Linked DNA regions of Capsicum annuum: region 1 is linked to region 2. Evidence: chromatin contacts called from public Hi-C data. All regions are on one chromosome and are shown on one strand. Each heading gives the region's core, a stretch centred on a gene start, on an enhancer-like site or on the middle of the called end of the contact. The rest is flanking DNA. Distances are from core to core; before and after follow the strand shown.

What was found. Hi-C and Micro-C count contacts between places; a contact is called where the count stands out from the background.
Region 1: a Hi-C map of leaf shows a contact between it and region 2, with 2.5 times the contacts expected there. The contact joins two enhancer-like sites. A contact is called at or near these places in 3 of 5 Hi-C or Micro-C datasets (leaf, pericarp and placenta).

What each region holds. Positions count from the first base shown.
Region 1 is chr2:19,095,173-19,098,961 of UCD10Xv1.1, forward strand. LOC107858447 (C-factor) reads right to left here. Exons shown (of 6, transcript XM_016703106.2): 6 at 2,359-2,788. The coding sequence ends at 2,553. Among protein-coding and RNA genes, the nearest start is that of LOC107858447, 35 kb to the right of the region's middle. Within about 2 kb of position 2,384, at least 4 of the 5 cell types and tissues checked have an H3K27ac peak or open chromatin away from gene starts, as enhancers often do. A contact at or near this core is called in leaf, where this site is marked.
Region 2 is chr2:19,043,641-19,047,471 of UCD10Xv1.1, forward strand. It overlaps LOC107858446 (a long non-coding RNA gene), which reads left to right. Exons shown (of 2, transcript XR_001670989.2): 2 at 3,087-3,332. Among protein-coding and RNA genes, the nearest start is that of LOC107858446, 11 kb to the left of the region's middle. Within about 2 kb of position 1,706, at least 4 of the 5 cell types and tissues checked have an H3K27ac peak or open chromatin away from gene starts, as enhancers often do. A contact at or near this core is called in leaf, where this site is marked.

The sequences.
Region 1 (3,789 bases), core at 1,134-3,633, 52 kb after region 2:
TTAATAAATTTCTTTTTGAGTTCATAATACTTGAAAGTTGAGGGCCTTCGACACTATCAATAATAATGGATGAAAAAATGATAGAGCATTGTACAAAAAAAAAAAAAGGCAGTTCGGTGTACTAAAGCTACCGTTATGTGCGGTGTTCGGAGAAGGGCTCCACCACAAGGATGTATCATGATCTAAAATTCAAATGAGTGATGACATATATGATATATCTCAGCTTTACGATTGTCAACCCAAATAACAAAACACAATAACGAGAACAGATAATGAAATTAATAGTTTAAGAACAATGTAAGTCATAAAGTAACTCTTTTATAACAACTTAGGAAGGTTTGAAAATTCATGTAAAAGCCTCTCAAACACTAGTCACTAATACAAGCATCTAGAAATTCAAAATAATATAAATTTCAAATGTCTCAAAGGAAGGAAAAATGATATACAACAAGAGATATGAGAGATCCAGTAAGGCTTCATATATGCTAAGAGTATATGTGGTGTGATGTGTTGCCCATTTTAACCCTTTCAATAGTTGTTATAGAGTATATGTGGTCTGCTGGTATCAATGATTTGATTTTCGAGGAGGTTCGGCTGGGTTTTAGGTGAGTTTCTATTTTATAGTTTTTAAAGTTGAGAAGCTTGATTTTGGTCAGTATTTTCTGCAAATGAACTCGAATGGAAATTTTGACAGCTTCTTAACTTTCGATTTTGGATTAGGGGACCTTTGGTTCGGATCTTGATACTTTAGATCATTTTGGACACATAATTGAATATATGTAATTTTTGAAAAAATATTGAATTTGGTCAATATTTCATCCAAACGACCTCAATTGGTCGTTTCATTGATTACATTGAGTCTGGAATGCCATTTTCAGTAGGATAGCATATTCAATTTGCATTCATGGAATTTCGAATAATACACGAACTTCACGAACCTTTGCATTCACAAAAAAGGATCCCATCGAGTTCACAATAGCCAAAACCATTGTGATCCCGTGATCGCAACGAGTCCTCGCAACCGCCAAGAAAGACCCCTAGGCAATATATAATTCTCATCTTCAATTTTTCCGTCATTTTCACACAAACCTCAATCATTTTTGAAGCCTTGGAGATAATTCTTCTGGGTTTTTCATCTCAAATCGCTCTACATGGCAGCGATTTGGGGTCGTATGAAAGGGAAAGGCGACTCTGTGATAGTTTGAGTTTGTTTTTCGGCCTTGAGGTATATTATGGTCTACTTTAATTATCTATATATGGTGTGATGTGTTGCCCGTGTTTATCCTTCTTTGTTAAGACATCCATCTACTCTTAAATGGTTTGCCTTTTGAGTTTTGAATTGTTGACCATTCTATTCAAAGTTGTACATTACTTATGTGGATGTTAAACATGTGAAGTGGAGTAACCTCTACAATTACGCAACTTAAACATGCTAAAGCTTCGAAATAGTGTTGAAAAATAATAAAAGATCGAGATATATTCATCTTGTAATAGTAGAGAGAAATTTATCGATTCCTAATGTTCATTTGAAATAGTTGCCACATATATCGATTATTTTACAATTATCAATTTATCATTAGTTAAATAAATTGAAAAATCAAACCAACCGACCAGAACCAACAGATGATTTTTATTTTATTTTGATTTGAGTTAGAAATTTAAAACGACTAAATTGGTGTTCCTTTTATTTTAACCAAAAACCAATTCAAATCGGACCACGAACACTCCTAGTCAAGGCAATACTCCAGATCCAATATGGACATTTTGAGTTTTTAGTGATGGAATTTGGCCTGAGCAGTTCCCCAACGACTTTTATGGACTAGTGAATGGGATCTTCACACAGTATTTGGATCCTTCCATTATTGACTTCATCTATTACAGCTGGTATACTCTCGTAGTATGGAAGAGCATGAACAACACTCGATCATGCTTCAAATTCTAAAGGACAGGAAGTTACAAGTCAAGTAGATCATATTATATATAAATGAAAGTCAAGGTTATAGATGTGACCTATGAAGCATACGTGAAACTACCAAATGGATGTAAAATTATTTCTTTCTTTCATTCTCATGCTGTTATTTCCTTCGTAACACGAAGAAAGTACCATAAAAAATCGAAAAACTCAGTTCAAGTCCTCCGAATAAATCATTAAAAGTTTGGAAAAATATTACCTAGACTTCCAATTTCAAGTTTCTGCTTCTTGTTGAACAACTCGACAGGACTTTCACCGTTTTTTCTTGAGGAATCTCCCAAAAGGGAAATTGACGGTGATATTAGCGTTGTTAATAATAACATATTGAAGTGAAACTACCAATCAGTTTCTTGTTTCAGTATGTTCTCACTCAAATTCCAGACCGATTTGTAATGGAACTGTAATATTTTTCTTATTTAATGGTTTAATTAGAACTGGCGCATATTCATATAGGGACATAAAAAGGTAACAAGAAAATAAGCTACTGCTCAACAAGAAGAAAAAAAGAATATCATCTCCGGGAGGAATCAACCGGAACCAAGTAAATACCCAATCGTCGTGTCTAGATTTCAGGGGAAAATCACCAAGGAATTTCTTGACCATCCCAGGCAAAGAACTTGCCATTATCAGATCTCTTTGTATTGTTCATGATGCTGAGGAGCTTCTGAACAGAGAACTCTTTGGTGAAAAGCTTATCTTTTGGAACATTTCTTTGAAATGGTTGAGAGAGATCAGTGTCCACTGTGCCTGGGTGCAACAAAATGCAGATAATTGGATCCTTCTTACGCGCAAATTCCACCGACACACTCTTTGTCACTGCAGCATAAAGACATGATAAGCATGGACCAATTTCACTAAAGGATAAACTGGACCACAAAAAAGAAGGAAAAAAACAAAGGCAGGACGCTGTATCAGCAATTAAATCCTCTGTTACTGCAAAATTTCCAGAATTATATCTGATACGAGCCAAATGGCCATCTTAGCTTTTGATGACATCTTTGAAGGCCACATATCAAGACTTAGTCACCTCGAGGATACAAGAACATGCATGGAGGACCCGTTTTGAGCATACCATTAAGCAAGGCCCTGTGTGGAAGATTGCTTGGAGCATTGAAGAGTTGAGGACTCAAGATTTTGAACAACACTTAATGGCTCACGGTTTTGGTGACCTTCATTAAGGACATTTTGGTCACTTCATGTTGTCCAAATACACACCAAGGCCGCCCTTTGGTCATTAAGGCCATTGTGGTCATTTTTGTCTTGTCTTGTAATAGAATTTAAATTAAAACATGTTAGGATTATTTCACTTAGTTTTTGAATGATGAACATGTGAAAGACCTCTCTCTCTTGAGTGTAACACCCTTAGTGTAGTTTTTAGGTTAGGGCTTGGAATAGCCATTTTAGTGTAGGGCTTGGAAAAGCCGATAGTGTACGTTGCTTAGAAATGGTGGTTGTGAAGGTGAGTTGATTCCCTTAGCGGTCACTGAAATAAGATTGGTGTTTGATTATTGCGACTTTGAGGGTCTCTTCGTTTGATATACGTGTTGGTTCTCATTGTTTCGTAAGATCTTAGGTCATCTTAACTATCCATTTATCTTATTGTATTGTTGTGTTTGTATCTTGTCTTGTTAATCTCGGTTTGGTGTTGTTGTTGCCGTGAGTTGTTCCATTTGTTTCTCTCGGTTTGTCTTGTGTTGTGGACTGATTTTAACATTTCGTAGATCGTTCGTTATCATTTGGTATCAGAGCAAAGATTGATTGCGTTCCTACGAAATCAATCTTGGTCTTGTTAACTTGAAAATAAATTAAAAAGTGTG
Region 2 (3,831 bases), core at 456-2,955:
AATGCGACTGCTCTGCTCATGCAGATCAAAAACTGCGGACGCAGATGCTCACTGAAATCTGCAAATGTCATCTGCGGTCGCTCTTTGGACGCAGTCCTGGCGCAGTTACGTGACTGTTACAGAAAAGTGCCTTTCTGCTGAACCAATGCATCCTTTTTGAAAGGATACACTTAAGGCTATAGATAGCTGCTATTTTCCTCAGGTATGGATATGAATTTTGACAACAAAAACACTTTTATACTTAACAAAAACTCTGTGTGATCATTAAGCTGTTGAGTGAGTTCGTAGAATCCGACAATTTGAGGTACCGCTATTGTTCGGATTGTAGGTCATTTTATCCTGGGAGGAAGATTCCATAACCTCGAGTACAGTGAGGGAAATTATTCCCTAAGGACACTCCGTGAAGTCGGGAGACTTGGCCTTAAATTATGTTTCATCTATCTTCTGAAATCTAACACTTCTTGAATAAATTATTAGTAATCTTGTGTTGAAGGTGTTAAAGAACTTCAAAGGTGTTCTTGTTTATACATGAACTATTGTTGAAGTTGGTGTTGTATATATATACAGATTCGTGTACCCAAAATACACATGGATAACAAAATATAGCTACTGGGTGGACTTTATTTACGGTTTGCGTGTTTCTATCATTGCTTATTTATTTAAGAGACTAAGAGCCCGTTTGGATAGGATTAAACTCTGATCAAACCAGTTTTTAATCTCTTTTTTAACCTTTTAAGGTGTTTGGTAAAACTAAAAAGTACTTAAAAAAAATTAAAAACTGATTAAAATAATCAAAAAGTGAGAAGCTGGGTACCCCAGTTTTTTGCTTTTTAGATTAAAATTCTTTTAGGTTTGACCAAAACATTTATCTTTTTATCCCTTATATTTTCCTCCAATTCCAACAATATTCTAAACTTGTAGCTCTTAAATATATAGTTTTTTTTTTCTTTTTCTCTTTGTCGCTTCGCTTCATCTCTTTCCTCTAATTTCCTCTTCATCTTTCTTCTTTGTTTTCATCGAATCCATCATTAATTGGAGGTTTGTTCAAAAATTTTATTTTAAAATTAAAAATTATAAATAATTCACCTTTTTTGTGATGTTAACAACTTTAAGGATATGTAAGTCATTTTAACAACAAAAAAATATTTAACATCACTTGTTTACCAAACGTATCAACAACTTTTTTTCAATTTTAACACTTCTATCCAAACATTTATCTGCTTAATTTATAAACACTTATTTTAAGCTTTTAATCACTTATGCTAAAAAGCTATTTTTTCAATCTTATCCAAACTGGCTCTAAAACGTAAGATATTTCCGTCCCAGACCATATAGCGACTTTGTTTTGTATATTTTGTCCATCATGCTCTTCGAATATGATTCTTTCTTTAAAGTAAAGGATAGCTGCAAGTTTGTTAATCGAACATGAAGCCATCGCATTCTGTTTCTCACCATCCAAGTCCGGATACAAGAGTATATTTGAATGACGTTCAAAATTATTTAGGAATCGGGTGTGTTGGAATCTTACTTTGTCTACCTGCGAAGTAAACGTTTAACATCTTCGGGCTTTAAGAAGCCCTTTTTCTCCTGTTGCGTCTTCAGTATTCGCTTTCTTGCCAAGTGGGACGAAGGCTGGATTTTTCCCTTTCCGCCTAAAATTAACCTTTTGTTTGGGTGTTTTCTTGGAAAATATACGTCCAATGGTTCTTGTATTCTGCCCCTCCCCCCTTCTTTTCACTTTAAATAGTTATGCCTTGATCTTAATAATAGTATGAGATATGCTCATCCCCTCTTCCAGTTGCTCGGAAAAAGTTGTGTGTGTTTAAAGATATCAAGGCCTCGCCATTTGGTTTGTGAAAAGTTAGTGGAATTTTGTTCAATGAATGTTTTCATCTTCTAATTGATACCTTGCCTACATTTCATACAAATACTTAGCGACCCTTTTTAAGATTTGTCGTGTATTCATATGGAAGTAATTTTCATCGTCTTGATAATTTGTTGGATTATAATGTTATCTTTTAAACACAACTTGCCAGATAGCCATTTCCTTGAGACATTTTGGTACTTTGTTAATAAGACTTGCCTTGAAATAAATATTTCTTTCATTAAAAAAAAAATATATCCTTTCAAAGGTGTGCCCCGTTTCTTCAATATCCAAGCCACATAGGTTGTTCTCTTAGGGATCGTTTGGTAGAGCTCGTTTCTTCAATATCCAAGCCACATAGGTTGTTCTCTTAGGGATCGTTTGGTAGAGTGTATAAGAATAATGCAAAATATAGCGTATTGGTAATGCTTGTGTTAGTTATATTTGTATTTTTCTTCTGCAATGTTTGGTTCGATGTATTAATAAAACTATGAATTTCATAATTTTTAATTTTTTTTTTAATTTTACATAATACCCTCAATATATATGTTGGAAAGGATACATAAATTTTTTTGAGGGGTAATAGTTCTTTAAGCATGTTAATGCATGCATTAGATCCATTGCATTACTAATGCCATAAATTTTGAGGTATTAGTCTCAATACACAATAGTCTTGCATTAGTTATACATAAGATAAAAAGGTATACCAAACAAGGTACTACTAATACACATTAAACTAATGCATGCATTAACATTTCAATACACTCTACCAAACGACCCCTTTGACTTTTCTGAGGCTGCTCGCATGGCTGTGAAAATTATCTAACCTTTGATGACAACTTTTCTCTTGGTGATATAGTTAAATTGTTTCTTGTTTAGATCAATAAAAATAACATACTCCCTCCATTTAAAAAAGAATGACATACTTTGACTTGACACAACGTTTAAGAAAATAAAGAGGATTTTTGAATCTTGTGTTCTTAAATTAAAGTTGTCTCAAATGTACCAAAATTCTCTTTAATCTTGTGGTCTTAAACATGTCATGTGGAAAGTTGAAATTAAAGTATTGCCAAAAAAGGAAATGGGTCAAAAAGAAAAGTAGGTCATTCATTTTGAGATGGAGGGAGTATGACATATCTCATTATCCATGGTACAATTTAGTGTTCCCCTTGGTTAATTAGTTGGTATTCTAATTTTTTTTTTCTTTTACATATAAATTCAGGAGTTGGAGTTCTATATCGGAACTCGTCTTTGTCCCAAGCATCGGGTCAACCGCATTAGGATCGCAGAGCTTTGGAGTCCCGCAAATTAGGAGCCTAAGCTCCTAAATCGAGTTTATTATTCTTTATCGCCTTTCGATTTAATTTATGTTGTTATGTTGCGTTTTATTTTTTTATTACTAACTCTTGTTGTTAATTTTACTTACAATAACTTTATTTGATTATTCAATAAGTGTAGCTTTGTTCTTCGTTGGTCATCTTAGAAGTAGCTTCAGCGAATGGGTTTTCGCAAATCACCTGACTATTGCTAAAAATATATATCTTAACGTGCTTGGGTAATTCTTTTCGCCAATATGTCTAAATAAAATTAATAGGGTAACCACCATGTTTCGCTTAAAATACAACAAAAATAAAATTTTCAAAACTAATAGGAAAACACATCACTAAATGTACGTTTTTTTAAAAGGGTTCACCTACTAATTTTAACTTATTTTTCTAATAAATAATTCTAATGTTTTGTACTACACTTTATTTTTTATTTTTTTTACATTATTCGAGTTTTCAGGATAGAAAGCGAGGTATATATATTCATCTACTAACACGTGCAAGGTAAATTATTTTATATACTACCATGATAATTTTTTATTATTATCACCAATATTGCTATTATTGTCGTTATTATCTATACCGCAATTATTTTCACTATCTTAATTATTATTATTATTATTAGAGAAAATAACCAAAAGC